Linked DNA regions of Gossypium hirsutum: region 2 is linked to region 1. Evidence: chromatin contacts called from public Hi-C data. All regions are on one chromosome and are shown on one strand. The core of a region is the stretch at or near the end of the contact, and the rest is flanking DNA. Distances in the headings are between cores, read along the strand shown.

Region 1 (3,547 bases), core at 998-3,497:
ACACCACTCACTTTACCTATACCGTCGCCAGTCGCTTCTGCAAAAATACTGAATGTGAAAAAGATTCAGTCGTTGGTGTACAACTCTGAATCCCAAGAAAATCTTTAATATGAAATTAATTAATTCTGCTTATATTTCCTTGGGAATGGGACTTCTAACAAGTAAAACGTGCATTCAGCAAGGAACGTGTCAGTTATTATTTATCTACCTTCAACCTCTGTAAAATATATAGAAAAAAAAATAACATTCACCGAAATTTCTAAAATGTCGACAGGTTTTTCAATGAGTTGGGTGAAAATTTTGTCTCAAGTGATAGAATAGTTGTCGTAAGTGTGTTATATATTGTAAGACACGAATCTAAATTTTATAATGTGTGAATGTTGTAATTTTCTTAATAGGTGGTCTTGTGCTCATGCACGGTTCACCTCTTCAAACACTTAAATGAGGTATTTTCATTTTATTAAATTTATAGTTTTGAACTTCCATCGAAACAATACTAGCTCATTAACATCGGATAACAATTCAAAAACTTCTTATATATGAAATTTGTGAAATTTTAATTATTAAAATAAACAGGTTACAATGAAAGTATAAATTTCTATTTGGAAAGACAAGGAAACTATTAATTGAAATATGTCATTCATGGTGAAACTTAAAAGTCAAAGTTTCCCGTCAAGCTTTTTTTTTTTTTTAGCAAAATTCCCGTCAAACTTAATTGAGGTCATTTGGGTTTATTTTTCCCCATATGATTAATCCAATTTCAAGCTCTTCTTTATGAGACAGCCAATCTAATTTCATGATAAAAAGAAAAGTTAAAGAAATGAAAATATCATTTCTCTTTATTTTTAACAAATAACTAATTAATTATATTAAATTTAAAATCAATTCAATTAACTTAATTAATTAACTCACACCTACCTTTTTACGTGATGGTTGAATCAAAACATTCATAATCCTAAGACCTCAGTTTTTGTAAATGTTACATTAATAAATAATTTTTATTTATTTGTGTATATTTTTAAATATATATACTTTTAACTCTTGATTAAGTTAGTATCAAGTATAACTTACAATGAAATGGGATGCAGTAGTTAAATCCTCAGCTTTCAACTTCGATGGTACCGAAACGGCATTGCAGCTTGGCATATATTGTTCAACTTGGACTCTATATATAATGGTGGGTTAAAAGTCGAAATCAAGTTGGGTTTCGAAGAAAATTCCTTTGGTGGAGTTTCTTAATATCCCTTTTATTTTTCTTTGGACTTCTAGTGCCCACACCACCACGCTATTTCTTTATTTTTTCTCATTCTTCGAAAAGAAAAAGTTTATCAAAAAAAGTTATAAAATAGTTTTAAAATTATTAAAAATTTTTATTTAAATTATTAAAATATTTAAAATTTTTTATTTAAGTAATTAGACTATTAATATATATTATAAAGTCAGGTTAGTGAGTTTCAAATAACAATTCGACGATTAGTATAGTGAATTAATTCCGTCGACGAGTAAAAGAACATACCTTAAATTCAAGTTGACATGACGATCAATGCCAAAGAGTCGAAGAAGAAAATTATTTAGATTTTTGCTTGTAGATTTGTAACGTTTAAATTGTTTTATGAAAAAAAAAAAGAAAACTAAACTTTAGAATATAAAGGGAATGAGAACTTTCTATTGTTGTAGATGGTGCGAATAGAGAAAGCCATACAACAATGCTTTTAACAGTTTAGTGACTTAAATAAAAACTTCCGAATAATTCAATAATCATTTTGTGACTTTTTGAAGTTGAGTGACCAAAATGTAAACTTACTAATAATTTAGTAACTTTAGGTGTACTTTTTCTTAAAATTTAAGATGATGATAAACATATGATATAGGTCATGTAATAAATATATTTATAAGAGTTCATATAAAAAATCAAATGAGGATTTGATTGATATGATAAAATTAAATATTTTAATTTCTAAAAAGATAAAAAGTTACTTTTTTTTTATGAAAAAATTAATTTTTTAATTTCTCACATTTATATACTTTTTTATTACTAGTTGGTTGATGAATAAGACATTTTATCAAAGACCAAGAAAATTCCATTAAAACTTGCCAGCGTTAATCACATTCCCCGTACATGTATAATTTTAGGGTTACAATGAATGAGAGCCATTTCTTTTCTTTTTCATCTAAAACTTTACAAAATAAAGGTGAAAAATATCGGACCTATTTTTAGTATTTTATGGGACAGCCCAAGCCCAACATAAAATATAGGTAAATTTTTATGATCAGGCCCAGCCCATACTCGCCCCAACCCAACCTCTCTCTCCATTTTATTTTTGTTTAATGTGATTGGGTTTAATTTTGTTCCCTTTTACAAAATTGTGATTTATCCATTACAAATGATGATTGCAGCTCTAAAGATAAATGGTGTTGTCTTCTTGTAGAAGGCTCCATAGTGAATTTGGTTATTGCTCTCACTCTATTCTATATTAATGAATGCATAGTGTTATAAATCTCAGCAATGCATCGCAGTAACTTTGGTTGCCATTTTTTTTTCACTCTTTGCCGAATGCCATTCACTAAAAAAAATTAGACTTAACTATTTAGTCGGAGAACCAATTTTTAACCTGCTTTTATTTTAGTGATTTAAAATAAAATCTTTGTAATTTGGTTACTTAACTTTTAGGGTGCTTTTATTTTAGTTATGCAAACGTTAAATCTTTGACGGTAGTTAACTATACACATCATATTTACACTTTAATTTTGATCACCAAACTTTTAGATTGATTTCATTTTAGTCACCTAAAAATATTTTTTTTCAACTATTGATTGGGCTAACAAAATCAAGGGTTAAAGTGACCAAGCTATAGAAACTAAAATAATACACAAAAATTGTCAAATTGTTGTTATTTATCCCATGGCCAAAATTCTAAATTTCTTTTTTTTAATATTAAAATTTTAAATTTCAAAATATAAAAATAAATTGAATAAGTTGTTTGAAAGTTTTTTTATCCATGGATAATATCAACTGATTTGTTACTATAATATTAAAATTAATTAATTTAATCTCCTTTTAAATTTTAAAATTTTATTTTATGTTTTCAAATTATCTTTGACAAAATCAACTCAAATAACTCATTTTTAATAATTATCTACAAAACTTAAATTTCTTTTTATTATATAATCTCAAATCTTCCATGCTAAGCTAAAAGCAAAGAAAAAAAATACTTACAATTAATTAAATTAATTGATTGTTCTTCGGTTGGGTAGAGAAGTGATGAAAATGTTATGAGATTTGTTTGGAATGGAAGATAAAATTTATTAATTTAATTAATTGCAATATTTTTTTCTTTGTTTTTAACTTAGAACAAAAGATTTAACATTATATAATAAAAAAAATTGAGTTTCGTAAACAACTACTAAATCGTAAACAACTACTAAAGACAATCATTTTCATTGATAATTTTTGAAAATAATTTCTGTTGAGACAAAAATGCGCTGAGAGTTGCTGAGTGGCACTCGACAGTGCCAACGACAGACTGCCACTAAGGTGATTAAAAAA
Region 2 (4,009 bases), core at 944-3,443, 230 kb before region 1:
ATCAATGTTGTTCCCTGCAAATCAGAAGTAAGACCCTTAAATTTGTTGATTCTTGATGAAATATAGGTACTTTTTCCGATCAAAACTATCTTAAATTTGCCTAAGGAAGGGAATAAAATGAAGTTAAAAAGCTTACAAAGTCGAATGCCATCACCAATCCTTCCTAATTTATGACTTGTACCATATTCTGCAAAGCAAGGATCAACGACATTGACATTGAGTAGATGACTTCCAGGGACAACTAAAAGAAATGGTAAAAGACCATGTTCTAAAGAACAGGAAAAAAAAGCAACAAACTTGCAACAACCAAACAATTTAGTATGACCATATCTTGATCCTCACGTATTGATCAATAAAAACTTTACAACCAGGAAACAGCAGTAAAAAATGCGATAGAAGTTGAAAAGAAATTCACTAACGATTAAAAATACACATTACACCTATATAGAGAGAAATTATGACCTTGAGATTGTTTCTTGTGAACTTGAATGAGCCACCAATTCCAGTATCTTGGAACCAGGTGCCAAGTTTTTTTCTTTTAATCAAGAATGAAATCATAATTCCAGTTAAGACCTTGTTTATGGCTATGCTATCTTTCTTACCAACTAAAATCAATTTTCACTGGTAATTGTAAACTAACTTCCACTTAAAAGCCTTTCAAAAAAAAATCCACTTAAAAGAGTTCAGATTCAGAAATGGAATATGGAATATAATATATATTAAGAAAACTATCCCATCCACCTGACAGGATTCTTAAACTCCACCAGCTGGATTGTATCCAGAATAGCTAAAACATTAAGAATGAATTCTTTTTTGACGTTGTAAATTTTTAACTTTAACAAGTAAAGCTGAGCACTGCTATGGTCACTTTTTCTAAATATACTCTAGGATTATATATCACTTCAATAATGTATAATTTCTCAAAAATTAACGAAACAATGGATACACTAATCAGTTTCGCTTGTGGAGTGGCATGTCTTAACCCTTTAAATTGCATTGTTTTATTTTTATTTTTTTAATTTTTAAAGTGGCGTGTGTATATAATAGAAATAATATATATATTATGAGAAGAAGAATGAATTTTTGTGTAGTTTTTAGAATTAATAATAATAATAACAATAACAAGAGGGTAAACTCTTAACTCACCGAGTTAAGAAGGAAACTCCGGTCAGTGTATCAAAGTACCAAAGTTGAACTTATATCAGTATACTTAAATTGGTTTAGAAGATCAAAAATCGAAGTAATATTAGAAGAGAAAAGCAGATCGAAAGAAATGCCCAGAAATTAGAACTAATTTTCTCGCAAAACTAAAGAAGAAAAATCTTAGCTTAGATCTTGTGACTTACAATATTGACTTTAGATGAGTCAAGTTAATGATCTATTTTGGAGGCAAAGGGATTATAAAAACCAAATGAAGTTTGCATCAAAACAACGAAATTAACAAATTTTGATATATTGGAAATAGAAAAAATAAAAATAAAAATAAAAAGTCAAAACTCCATGAAAGTCCAATGGATAATCCTACTTCTCCTGTGCTGCTAATTTAAATTTTCTTATGATAAATAAGAAGTGGTAAAGGAAGGAAGAGGCGAACCGAGAGAGCCGAGACCAAGGCCAATGATGAGCAAAGCGACAGTGTAAGGAACTCTGGTGCCGCGAAGAAGATGCCTGGAAGCGATTCCTAATACCAAAGAAATCCCAACAAAGATGACCGCATCCACTGGCTCCGATTCACTGGAGCTAATTTCCTCTAGCATTCTTGACGGTAAGACGTATAGATACTCTTTCACTTCCTCCATGTTATTACAACTCAGATCACCTGCTTGCTATCTCCTTCTCATGTATTTATATAAAATTCACTTGAAACTTTATTAATATATATTCTTCATGTAATTTACATTTTAGGTCATTAGATTTCGCCAAATTACATCAATCACTTTTATGTTTCGTCCTTTTGAGTCCATGGTTGTAATGCTACATGTATACTGATAATAATAGAATAATATATTATTAATAGTGACAAAATGACTGCTAATGCTTTAAGTACCTACCTTATCGTAATATCCGGATTCAACACATCCCCTCTCTAAAAACACTTCCCTGCCGTCTGATCCAAAAAAAAAGAAAAAGATTACTCCCCTCTCCTCTCTAAACGGAAAAACTGGAAACGATGGCACCACCCTCTTAGCTGCTCTTAATTACCCCTACTAATGTCTCCATCCAGAAAAGCAAAATTGGAAAATTTTTTATTTTTTTTTAAATTTTTCTTTTCAGTTTTATTTAATGGAAAAGTTGATTTTTTTTTTTGAAATTTCGATATTTCAAATTATTTTCTCTTTATTTTATTATAACTTTTGAGCATGATTTTGATTTAAGGTTGATTCCTATTATATTTGTAACTTATAAATATGTACTTATATAAAAGTTTGGGTAAATTATACAAATAGTAAATTAATTATGTTCGTGTTTTTGTTATAGTTTCTCAACTTTAAAAATTTTTAATGTAGACATTAATGTTTGAATTTGTTTATGTTTTGGTCATCCATCATTAATTTGATAACAAAAGTCTTTTTTTAGTTAATATAATATCATATTTAATTCTCAATACTTACATATTCTATCAATTTGATCCTTAAATTTTTTAACCAAAACTTTCAGCTTTAACAACAGAGGCGTTCCACATCTATAAAATTTTAAAGTAGGATAACCAAAACAAGAATGTGGGTATAATTAGGTGATTATTTGCATAATTTACCCTAAAAATTTTGATAAAAAAATTATTTTAAAAATCAATAAATATTACTGTTTAAATGTGTTTAAAGAAACTTTTAGTAATGGCCCCTCCCATAAAAACATTTCCACTCAAAAGTAAATAAATAAAATCACCAATAATTTAACTTATTTTATGTATATTTACATTTTATTTATTTATTAGAAAATAAATAACATCTTACCTAAACCATTCAACATTTTCCTTTCGAAACTTTTTTTGAAAATGTTGAAATTGAATCAAACTATTCTAATTGGTTGAGTAATAATTCTAATTTAAAGAGCTATAGTATTTACAGATTTCAAATTTCTCTCTAATTTTAAACCATGTGGTGAACAAAAAAGAAAATAAAACCACTTCTAAGCACACAACCACTACTGCACGAAATCTTAAAACAACGCACACTTTAATCCTTCAATCGGTTCAACCCAAAAAAAAAAACAATGTAAACCGACGAAACTGATCTTATTCCGTTCAGTTATTTTGGTTTCCAACCACCAAATCCACACTCCTACTTTTCATTTACTGGGAAGCTTCCTGAATTCAGCTCTCTTCATTATATACAAGCCATGTCTTCCACCTTCCTTTCTCATTAATTGCTAAGGTTGATAACAATGTTATTATCCAAAGTGTCGGTCGGATTTAGGACGTATCAGCAATTGTAGGGGATATTCTCTTACTACTTTTATTATTCATATTTGCTCATTGCTGCATTCCCGGTGAACATGATACATTTTCTCTAATTTCTGTTTGATTTGGTGAATTGAAAAAAAAAACATGTGATCCGCTTAAAAAAATTTTGGACAGTTGTGATGAGGAATCTACTCTCTCTATAATAATTTAAATTTTTTTAATAAATATGAAAAATATCTTAATTATAAAAAATAGATTTAACATTTTCGGGACTATTTGGTATCAGACCAAGGAGAATTAAATATTTCTAAGTTTTAAAAATATTCAATTTGTTTAAATTTTGATTTAATTATCTTTATTAATGAATTATTATTTTTGTTGAGTATTGATACACAATTCAATTAACCATGGGTTAGGCGTGTTAAGGGCAGTATATTCCTGTAGGCAATCTTAGTAATTTAGAAATTCTAATAGTAGAATCCCCTATAGAAAATAAAAAACAAAAAGATGTTTCCTCTCTTTAAGAGAACAAAATCTTCTGCAAGCTTTTGCCTCCAATCAATCCCAAGAGTCTGACCAAACCTCAAATAACACTGTTGATGAACA

What was found. Hi-C and Micro-C count contacts between places; a contact is called where the count stands out from the background.
Region 2: a contact with region 1 is called in a Hi-C map of leaf, with 2.1 times the contacts expected there. The contact joins the promoter of LOC107948304 here to the enhancer-like site in region 1. A contact is called at or near these places in 3 of 34 Hi-C or Micro-C datasets (leaf and seedling).

Annotation. Positions count from the first base shown.
Region 1 is chrA03:75,253,596-75,257,142 of Gossypium_hirsutum_v2.1, reverse strand. No RefSeq gene overlaps it. Among protein-coding and RNA genes, the nearest start is that of LOC107887456, 34 kb to the right of the region's middle. Within about 2 kb of position 2,247, at least 1 of the 9 cell types and tissues checked has an H3K27ac peak or open chromatin away from gene starts, as enhancers often do. A contact at or near this core is called in leaf, where this site is marked.
Region 2 is chrA03:75,479,523-75,483,531 of Gossypium_hirsutum_v2.1, reverse strand. It overlaps LOC107948304 (sodium/hydrogen exchanger 8-like), which reads right to left and starts at 2,193. Exons shown (of 24, transcript NM_001398468.1): 1 at 2,052-2,193; 2 at 1,595-1,833; 3 at 137-187; 4 at 1-14. The coding sequence starts at 1,799.